Linked DNA regions of Sus scrofa: region 1 is linked to region 2. Evidence: chromatin contacts called from public HiChIP or PLAC-seq data. All regions are on one chromosome and are shown on one strand. The core of a region is the stretch at or near the end of the contact, and the rest is flanking DNA. Distances in the headings are between cores, read along the strand shown.

Region 1 (5,542 bases), core at 1,176-3,675, 140 kb before region 2:
TATACCATTACCGTTAATGTCCTTGGAAAGCAACTTCAAGAATGAATACCACATCCTTCAGTACGAAATCTACATCCCCATTATAGACAAGAACACTGAGACTGCTTTCTGAGAGTAAGATGACTTTTTTTTTCCCCCAAAAAAATTTAAGTCTAAAGAAGGGCTTCCAGGGACCTGACAGGAGAGGGAAAAGGTAAAGATGTTTAGAGGGCATAGTCTAACGTGTCTGCCTTTGAAATAAGCAACCCTTCTCTTTCCTCTGATTCTTCCTCCTAAATAACCAACAGGCTCTTAAAAACAAATTCAAGATAACACTCCTCCATTGCAGTGTTACCTTAAACGTCAACAGTGGGCTACGGAAAACTGACTGAAGTATAAAGAAAGTCCTGGGGAGTTACGGACGACATCCTTGGTATCTTACAAATACCTGCCTGCAATCCAACTGTGTTCCTATTTCACGTTGTTTTCATTTTTCTAGGTTTTTTTCTATGCATACAGGCATACATCCATTTTAAAATACCGTGTGATAACACTGCATATATGCACGAGTGAACAGCGCCACACACATTCCTGATTTTACGCTTACAACAAAGCCTTTGACGTGAAATTCTGGGGCCAAAATGTATGTGAATTTTTAAGGTTCTTCACACATACTACCAAAACCACCCTCCAGCAATGTTCCCATTAATACTGCTACCTGCAGAATATGAAAATGCTCATTATCTCCTACTCTTAAAATCTGAGAGTATGTTTCAGTAACTGCAAATATTTAAATAGGTGAAAGTGGACTTTTGCTCATTTATTTTGTCTTTTGTAAACTGATTGATAATGACTTTCCAATTTTCTACCATGAAGAAAAGTTCAACTTTTCCCTTTCAATTTGTGAGTTTTTAAATATATTATAGATAGTAGGTATTTGCCATGGATGTGTTCCTATTTCAAAAAATACGGGTGTCAAATGCAGAGTAAGGAACTTCTTAGCTCAATATACAGTGCCACACAAAAACTATCACTTTAAATTAGCTAAGTAAAAAAACTTTACCATCAAATATAAGAAATTATTTATGTGACTCCTACATGTATATAACTATAAATAATAATAAAGAAGAACTATCTGTTCAGTGTTTTTCTTACCACTATGGCTTACACATTATTATATGTAAAAATTCCAAAAGACAAATCTACATCATGAAAAGTTTACATTTCGTTGTTTAGGGCTTTCCGGGCTCTCCATAATAAAGAACTATAGGTCCTCGGTTTCTTGTTTCATACAACAAAGAGGTGTTTTTAATTAGAGGCTTCTTTGACACCTTCTAGTTCTATCTTCTCAAAGGATACGAGAGAGCATCATGCTAATATGGCTAATACGCCAAAAGAGGCTTACCAATATTAAGTTTCAAAGGCAAGAAATAGACTCAGCTAGACCCACAGTTCACATTTCACGAAATGGTTGAGAAGCTCAAAGCACTGACATGACAGTACACCGGTGAACACAGACATGGTTTTACCCTGAGCTCTCTGATGACACAGAATCCCACCACACACGTATACACAACAGTTACAACGTGACACTGGAAACTGTGACCTCTCGGCAATTGAAGGATGCACATGATGGCAGTAATCAAGCTAAGCTCAGGTGCAAGCTCACCTGGAATATTACCACACGGAATTTGTTCTTCTTTATTATCTCCTCTTGCTTGGCTTCAACTTTTTTCACGTGAGTTTGTTGCTTTTCCACGCGGGCCTTCACGTCTTTAATGTGAGCACTGACCTTTCGGGTTTTCTCAAACAACTTGTTAATGACATAGCTTGTGTTGCCGTGTGACTGTGAAAACTTCAGCAGGTCAATCTGGACGGACTTTATGGCATTTTCCATCTCTCTGTGTCTCTCCTCTATCCTCTTCTGGCTTGCCTGCACACTGTCCACAATGGCAGCCACTTTGTCCAGGACAGTCACAATGGTAAGAGCGGCGTCTTGGTCTTCATCTTCTGTAACATGCGACAGGCGGTTCTGCTGGATTTTATCAGCATTTGAAGCAGACCCATTATGTTCCATTTTATTTGTTTCTCAGTGAAAGACGTTCTTACCAAAATCAATTCTGGCACTAAGAGCAAAAAGTTAGCTTGATAACAGGCAACAGGGTTGTTTAAAGGGTTGGAAACCCCACCCCTGGAGACTGGTCAAGTATCTGTAACTACAAATACCCATACGTGACTCTTCTGCAATATGAACCCTTGCAAAGCACTGGGTGCTGTTCCAACATGCTTACTGACTGACTAAGGGACTCAAATAAGACTGTGTGGGTAGAGAGGAAAGCTTGTTTAAAAGAAAGTTCCCTAAGGCCACCATGTTACTAATATTACGCCTAGAAGCCAAATAACCAAAAAAGCAAACTCTTAGTACTGGGTGAAGTTTTGCCTTTAGACAATTTCCAGCAGTTTTTGTAAAAGCAAATGGGAATTTTGAACTGATATCTACTTTTTCTATTAATTTCACACATTAAATGTACTGATATATTGATATGAAAGAATGCAGTAAATAAACACACCAAAACAGAAGCCATATAGTGAAAACATTATATTATAACATGCTTTTCCAAACCAAATATTAAAATTAATATTTAATTTTGAACATATTTTTTAATTCTACATGCATACTTCTGAATACCTAAACTACATGTTAAACAGCTGAATACATTCTATTCACACTTCAGATCTTTAAACACCAACAATCTATTAATACAGCTATTACTACAGGACAAATTTGGATAGAGGTCTTAGATGATTTTTAAGCTCACTTGAAGAGCACCAATCATTAACAATCATTTTTGCATTTTATTCACAAACACTGATACAATTGGTTTATTTATGTTAAAACAAGTATTTTCTTTAAAAATGAATGTGTATTAAAGTAGTTTAAATGATAGAGTAGGCTTTATTCCAATCTGTTTGTTAATGACTATTTTCACAACATCTAAATCTACTTTTCAGTGATCTGTTCCATCATTGCTACCAGACACTTTTTAAAATTAATTCAGAATTATTTTTCCAAAGAGAGAAATAATCAAATTCCAGCCCATACATCTTATAAATAATTTACATCTAACACACACAGCTTTACAGTTCATGCGATAGGCAGTGTCTAAAAAATCAGTTAATAAATCTCAAAAACATTTAAATGTCTAAACACAGTGTCTTCTAGATTTTTTTTTTTGTAAGAAAAGTAATCTGTAAACATCTTTTACCTTTAGTTCATGCTTGGTCATTTGCTGTGGTCACTGTGGAAGAAGTGGGTATGACTTTATAACCATTTGTGAAGTGGTCCATCTTTGCAAAAATATTACATTCCATGGGTAAAGAGCAAGTCTTAGAATTACCATGTGGTACAAATTTGTGAAATCAATTTCTGTATTTAAAAACATAAAACAAAGACTACTAAACAGTCCAAAACTGCTGTAGCTATATATTCTAAATACGAGCCAACAGTACTACACTAAAAATGTCCAAAAATAAGGCCTCTGAAATAAATATTTCCATTCTTTAAAAAAAGACATAATAAATGTACATCACATGGTCAGTGTACATATAAAAGTCATCGGATTAAACCATTCTGGATGACGTATCTGAAGTAAAATGACCTAAGTTTTGCTTCTGTCTTCGTCCTCTATTGTTTTTAGGGCATTTTCTGTTAAGAAAAAGAAAAAAAGAAAAAGGTCATTTTGCCTAGGATATTTCAAATGTTTCCAGAGGTAACACACACTTCACACAGAAAGCCGTATTACATGTGATCACATGAAAGGGAAAGAGATGCTATTTTATGACAGACCAACAAGTCAGATTGCTATCTGCCCTACAAAGCTGGGAGGCAAGAGGGTTATACATACAGTGCAGGTATGAACACAAACAAAACATTCCCAGGGTCCCCCTGCTGCATATGCACCCCTGAAAGGAACCCTACCCTTCTAGCCTGACAACTCCCAAGCCACAGTGACTGCTAACACATGAACTTGCGACAGGAGAAAGGATCCTGGACTATGTACTTTTCCCTGAGCATGATGACACTCCCAAAATGACAAGGACAGCTTAGATAAAGGAAAAATCACAAAGAAATGTGCTTATTAACCCCAGATCAGAATACACAGGAAATGCTTTGTGATTTTAGACAATGACTCAGGAGAATCTGTTTCATACCCTGCTTGGGCAAACCACAGAACCTGGTACAGAACTGCCCTGCTGGGGATAAGGGATATTCTTGGCTCTGCTCTCATTGTTCTGTAACTGCTCTTGTGCCTGCCTGCTAGGATGCAAACGTACTAGCTCTTTCTGTGCACAAAGTACTATGCTACACAATGTGAAATAAAGGGACCGGAACAAATTCCAGTAATTCTGAGTTTGGGCTCTGATAGAAGCTAGCTGGGCAACCTCATTTTCCTATAAATAAAATATTAAAGAGTTGGACTGACCTCTAAAATCTCTGCCAACAAGGAATTTATAATCTAAGGGAAAGAAAGTTTTGAGACTATGAGGACTTCTACTGTAAAGTTCTAGGTTTTTATTCAATTCAAAGAACACTACTTTGTCTTGACTTCAAAGCCTTGATGGTAACTTCCATTTTACATATTGCTTTTTACAAAATTTATCTTACTCATCCTCATAAAAACACTCTGAAGTAGACAGTGCTGGAATCATCTCCATTTCTTGACTGGGGACACTGGCTGAGAGGTCAAGCAACCCTCTTTAACTGTCACTAACTCACCACGATGCTGGACAAGTTCCAACTTCCTGGGGCCACTGTTTTTTCTTCATACAATAAAAGGGTTTGGCTAAGATGATGTTCAACATGAAAGATGATTCCAAGCATAAAAGAAGAAAACTTTATTCATGCAGTCTTGATAAGAGAGTCAATGGGAACATCCTTTTAAAGGACGATTCCTTACATGTAACAGCCACCACAGGAGACGTGAACAGCTGTTCCATAATGTTCTACGTGGGAGAGGCACTCCTTAAAAATTCAGTGCAGATAAGTCCAAGTACATGATTATAATATTCTAAATCCAAGAGAGCAGAACATTCTAGGGAAGAAAAAACCATAATAAAAAGGCCTCAGGAAGAGATCCTTGATAAATTCAATGAGATGACCCTTCAGTCATGAGACAGTGGGCAGTGAAGACACTGTAACACAGTTAAAAATAAATATATGGCGATATCTACATGTCTGTGAAGGCAACGAATGGATTGGGGTCTAAGTTGGAAGGTACTAACCTGAAAACTTCCTGCCAGGTAATTTTAATGTAGTAGTTGAGGATTAACCAAAGCAAAGAACTAGACAAAGGCTGGATAGGGTTTGTAAAAAGGCTTAACTATCTCTGTCATTTTGGGTATAGTACTTCCCTTCCCAGGGCTCCAGTTTCCTCACTTCTCTAGAATGAAAGGGTTGGACTCAAACTAACTTCCTGCTGACTCTAACACCCTTTGATCTTAAAGATGGCACTATCACTGGGTCTCAAAATCTCCTACCTTAATCATATTACTTTCTTTCACC
Region 2 (5,284 bases), core at 649-3,148:
CCATCCATATGAATATTACGGGAGTGGCTTGGGAGTAAGAAGAGACAAGTCACTGATCTCACCCCAGGATCCCTTCCTCCCCTCCCTTCAGACAGGATGCTTGGTCTCTAAGGACAGGACGGAATCCTGGTCCAGAAAGCTGTTGGGGTGGTGGATCCTGGTCCCTTCCTCCAGATCCTCTTGCAGAGCTTTAGAATCCTCCCTTCTCCTCCCAGTCCACCCCTTGTCTCTCTCTGGCCCCAAACTCCCATAGCATCCTCAGTCCTGACTCAGGAACTATGTCACAACTGACTTATCTGACATGCATGCTGAAATGAAGACCCCTAGCCCTGATATCATCCTATCTCCTGGATTTGAAAGTATAACAAACACATCCCTGCATCCTATAATCACTCTCCTGATACTGCAGAAACATTTATAATCTAAAATGTTATGATACCTAAGAAATACCCAATCTCCTGAATCAAAACAGGGAGACCAAATTCTTCTCCATTTCCTATTCCTAAATAAAGATTACTTGTGCAATTTACAGTAGCTACATCCACAGCGCTAGTGCGATGATTTAATTAGGTAACTCATGCCAACTGTTTGGTACTTAAGGCCTGGTACATAGAAAGTACTCAAAATTTAGCTATGATCATTTATGTACATTAAATGATCATAGATAGGTACGCCTCTCACAATAGCGCCTGGGAGTGCAGGCATTACCTCGAGCACTCCACCGCCACCGGCCCCCAATCTCACCCCCATTTACAGAAGCAGCACCCAGGGCTGGAAGTAAAGGCGCTTTCCCAAGGTCAGGCAGTCACCGATGGGATGCTCGGCTTTCGGCCTCCGAGTAAGGGATCCCTCCCCATTACACCCCTGAAAGGGGCACAAGAGGTCTTAAAGGAGACAAGTATGGAAAAGCGCCGAGCACAGTGCCCAGCATACAGTGGGGACCCCGGGATGGATAGACCTGGGGACTGTGGGTCATCTGGATTCCTCCCAAACGGCTCCTCAGTCCCGGGAGGTCTAGAGTCCTCCGACCCCAGTGCGCCGCCTCATCTCCCGGAGATCTGCGCCCTGGGGCTTTGTACGCTGCAGGCCGGCTCCACTCACCGAGTCCCATCAGGACGCGCGGAGTCTGCCGCCCGGCCTGCGGGGCAGGGGTCGCGGCGCCTGGGCCGGAAGCCCGCCCAGGCTGCCCCGCGGCCCCGGCACGCCTGGCCCGCGCCTCCGCCGACCCCAGGCCCGCGCCCCCGCCCCGAGGCAGCCAGCCCGGCCGGGGAGCCTCCTACCTGCAGCGGCGGCGCGGCGGCCGCGGCGATCGGGGGAGGGGCCGGCGAGATGCAAGCGCGGGCGGCCTCGGCTCCTCTGGCAGGCTGGGCCGCCGGGAGGGCCGCGGGCTCCGGAGCGCCGGGCAGCGGCGGCGCGCCCCCGGCCGGCCAGGCCCCGCCACGCGCGCAGCAGCCACAAAGCCCGGGAGCCGCCGCCCCCTTGCGGGCTGCCGGCCGCCTGCGGGTCCGCCGGCGCCGAGGAGGGCGGGAGCGCGGCCCCGCGCAGTCCCCACCTCCCCAAGCCTGGGCCGCCGGCTCCCCTGAGGCTCTGGGCGGGGCGCAAAAGGGACCCCAGCCTACTCACCACTATCCCTCTAGGCTGACATTCTTGTGCTAATTGAATTCCCTCTTCCCACCTTGGCGGACGAGCTCCTGAAGGGCCTTAAAAACTGTTTCATTTCCACGAAGAACAACAAAAGAATGCATTTGTCGCAAGGGATTTGGCGGCCATGGGCACAAATTAGCTCAATCCAAGCTCTCCGTCGGATAAAGGCTCCTTTTCTTTCTGGGTACCTGACTACTTGAGTAGCCAACACTCTGCTGGGTTCATCTCAGAGTTTTGTTTTGTTTTGTTTTTTTAATTTGCGAGATGTGTCTCCCCCTAGGCTTTGCGCTCAAAGGGTAGAGACTATAACTCCTGCAGCCCAGGACCTGGTTCAGTCACTGTATGCTGAGTAAATTGGAATTTATGTGCTGACGAATGAATTTACAACATATCCAACTGTAGGACAAACCACCTTTCACCGTACCCTGACAAGGATAGGGGCTAGGTGTTTCTTTTCCCAGAATCCTTGGTAAGATTCCAAGCTCAGAAGGGCCGAGAGGGCTGTTGAGCTTTCCCTTGTTCTAATTAACATGACATTCATCTGACATAAAAATAACCTTTTTAAAATCAACAATCCAGTGGTATTCATTACATTCACAATGTTGAACAACCTCATCTTCTCTGTCTAGTTCTGAAATATTATTACCCCAAAAGGAAACTCCACACATAGCACTCACTTCCTATTCCCTCTTCTCCTCAACCCTAAGTAAACCACTAATTATTTTCTGTCTCTCCAGATTTGCCTCTTCTAGACATTTCACATCAATGGACTGGTATGTAGTCTTTTTTGTCTGGTCTCTTTCATTGCACATATGTTTCAGGGTTCCTCCAGATTGTAGCATGTATCAGTACTTCATTCCTTTTTATGGCTAAATAATATTCCATTGTTTGTATACCACAATGTGTTTATACGTGTATCCATTAATGGATATTTGTGTCATTTCTACCCTTTGACTATTGTGGATGGTGCTGCTCTGAACATGCCTGTAAATGTATTTGTCTGTATATATGTTTTCAATTATTTGGGGTATACACCTAGGATTAGGCTTGCTGGATAGGGTAATTCTACGTTTAGTTTTTTGAGGAACGGCCAAAAAGTTTTTCCATACTGGCTAAATGAATGATTTTACCTTCCAGTCAGCAATACATGAGGATTCCAAATTCTCCACAACCTCACCAACACTGGCTATTTTTCTTTTCTTTTCCTTTCTTTTCTTTTCTCTTCTCTTTCTTTCTTTCTTATTCCTTGAATATACATGAGGCTATTGCCACCCTCCCAGCTCCCACAACCTAGCTGCACATGACCCAGAGGCTAAGAGGCTGAGCCAGGTCTTTTGACTGCAAAGAAACACCTAAACACTTCTAGGGAGAGAAGCACCAATTAAAAATAAGGACCCTTTCTCTAACTTAGAGTTATACTGCTCCTTTTTTTTAACAACAGTTTGTCTGGTGTCCAAGTAGCTTGAAACTGTCCAGAGAACTTGGAAACCAAGACCATCTGGAGGGAGCTGCTATTGGCAAATAAATTCCGTGACACTCACTTCACTGGAACCCAAGGCAGTACACCATTTCCACTTAGAATTTTCCACTGTAGAGCCATGTTAGACATCCATGACAATTTCCTTTTTAATGGGGATACAGTCAAAAGAAAACTATTGAGGTGTGAAAATAGAAAGTTGATTTAGATTGGAAATTTGATTGACAGGTGTTACCATGGGGGGAAAGTACTAAGAGACAGAAAGTAATGTGAATCCTGATTTCACTGCTTATATTTTTGCAAACTAAGTTAACCTCTTAGATCTCTTAGTTTTCTCATTTCTAAGGTAGGAATAATAATACCTACCAGCCAGGGTGGATGAAAGCATCTAGTCTTGACTTCAATACGTGATCAGTATCATTATTATTTTTGTTGTCATTGCTCATTTTAAATAATGATTGCCATGAACCACATGCAGAAATGCTGCTAAGGAAACAGAAAACTCAATATTTAATCATGTATCTCCTCCTCAAATCAAGAGAGTAAACTATCTCCAAAACAAATGTTTCAGGGGTATCTTATGATGTGCGATGTGGTCACTGCCCTCCCAGCTCTCTTGTTCCCTAACTTAGCTCCCTCCTTATTCTCTGCTTTTGGACAAGCTTCCTAAACTTTGTGAGTCTTATGTGTTAAGTGACCCTACTTAATAGGATTGTTTGAGGATTCAATAAGGTATTGCATTTGTAAAAGGCTTAGTACAGTGCAAATTACATAAAAGTCAATAAACATTAGCCATTATTTATTATTATTATTATTATTTGCTGCACCCACAATGTGTAGACGTTCCCAGACCATGGACCCAAGCCACTGCAGTGATAACACTATCCTTAACCCACTGTGCCACAAGCCAACTCCATATTGTTAATAATAAAGCTGCTATAACTTCTCTGTGGAGTTAATAAAAGGGTGGAGTCAAAGGAAGCCATAGGAGTCACTCATCCCATGGTGTAATTTGTCCCTTCCTCAAGTACAGGAGGTCTATTCCCATGATGGAGGTGAGTGATGCACTGAACTCTGATAGCTTGTTGAGAATAAGCTATCTTATCATTACCAATATTAACCTTGATCACCCAGCTGAGGTAGCGTTTGTCTGGTTTCTCCACTAAAAAGTTACTCTTCCCTTTCCCCCTGTCGAGATTAGTCTCCCTTTTGTTGAAATTCATTGTCTCACCAAGCAGTCTTGACATATGAGCTTGTTTCTACTGAAGTTTTCTTAAGAGAGGGAAAATGCACTGATCATCCAACCTGACTACTCCAGAGTTCTGAGAAGTGCAGATCTCTTTGTAAATTAATACCTTGGGGTTTAGTTTATCCACCCATTTCAACTGGCCAGATCCAGTCTCCCTAAAGTTGAATTAAGTATGGGCATTAGAGACTGTGTTCATCAGGCTTTTCTAGTGGCAAGGAACAGAGATTTATGCAAACTCTCTAATTTTAGGTGTACTGAAAAATAGTAACCACCCAAGTTAAACAAAGCCTCACAGGAACCTAAGAGCCACTAGGAACCAATTTTTCTCTCTCTCATGTGAGGTCAATTTTTTGTGCCTTTCTATGTCTCTGCCTCTGACTTTCATTGTCTCTCCATTTCCCTCTGTCTGTTACACCTTTGTCTCACTATATACATACATACTCCTTCTTCCCTAACTCCCCTTACCTTAAGTGTGGGCTGTGCATAGTGACTAAAGAGTACAGAACCGAAAGGGGGAAAGGGAAGAGTAACTTTTTAGTGGAGAAACCAGACAAACGCTACCTCAGCTGGGTGATCAAGGTTAACATCGATAATGATAAGTGATGCTGAGAGTCTGTAACTGTGAAATGAGCTGATGAGAATGGCAGTTTACCCCTGTGTGTTTCCATCCCCAACCCCCAAACTCCAGTCTAATTGTGAGAAAAACACCAAAGACCAGCTGAGGGACAAAATACATAACTAGTACTCTTTAAAACAAGAAGGGCATCAAAAACAAGGAAAGTCTGAGAAACATTTACAGCCAAGAGGAACATAAGGGGACATGATGATTAAAGATAATAATGTGTGATTGTGGAGGGACTCTGCAACAGCAAAAGGACACTACACAAACACTAAAGAAATCTGAATACAGAATG

The links. HiChIP or PLAC-seq counts read pairs in DNA pulled down with a chosen protein or histone mark.
Region 1: an H3K27ac HiChIP or PLAC-seq map of skeletal muscle shows a contact between it and region 2. The contact joins the promoter of CAVIN4 here to the promoter of MSANTD3 in region 2.

The regions. Positions count from the first base shown.
Region 1 is chr1:242,306,900-242,312,441 of Sscrofa11.1, reverse strand. CAVIN4 (muscle-related coiled-coil protein) reads right to left here and starts at 2,425. Exons shown (of 2, transcript XM_021066698.1): 1 at 1,649-2,425. The coding sequence starts at 2,056. TMEFF1 (tomoregulin-1) reads right to left here. Exons shown (of 10, transcript XM_005660298.3): 10 at 2,564-3,685. The coding sequence ends at 3,601.
Region 2 is chr1:242,165,536-242,170,819 of Sscrofa11.1, reverse strand. It overlaps MSANTD3 (myb/SANT-like DNA-binding domain-containing protein 3), which reads right to left and starts at 1,898. Exons shown (of 3, transcript XM_005660297.3): 1 at 1,624-1,898.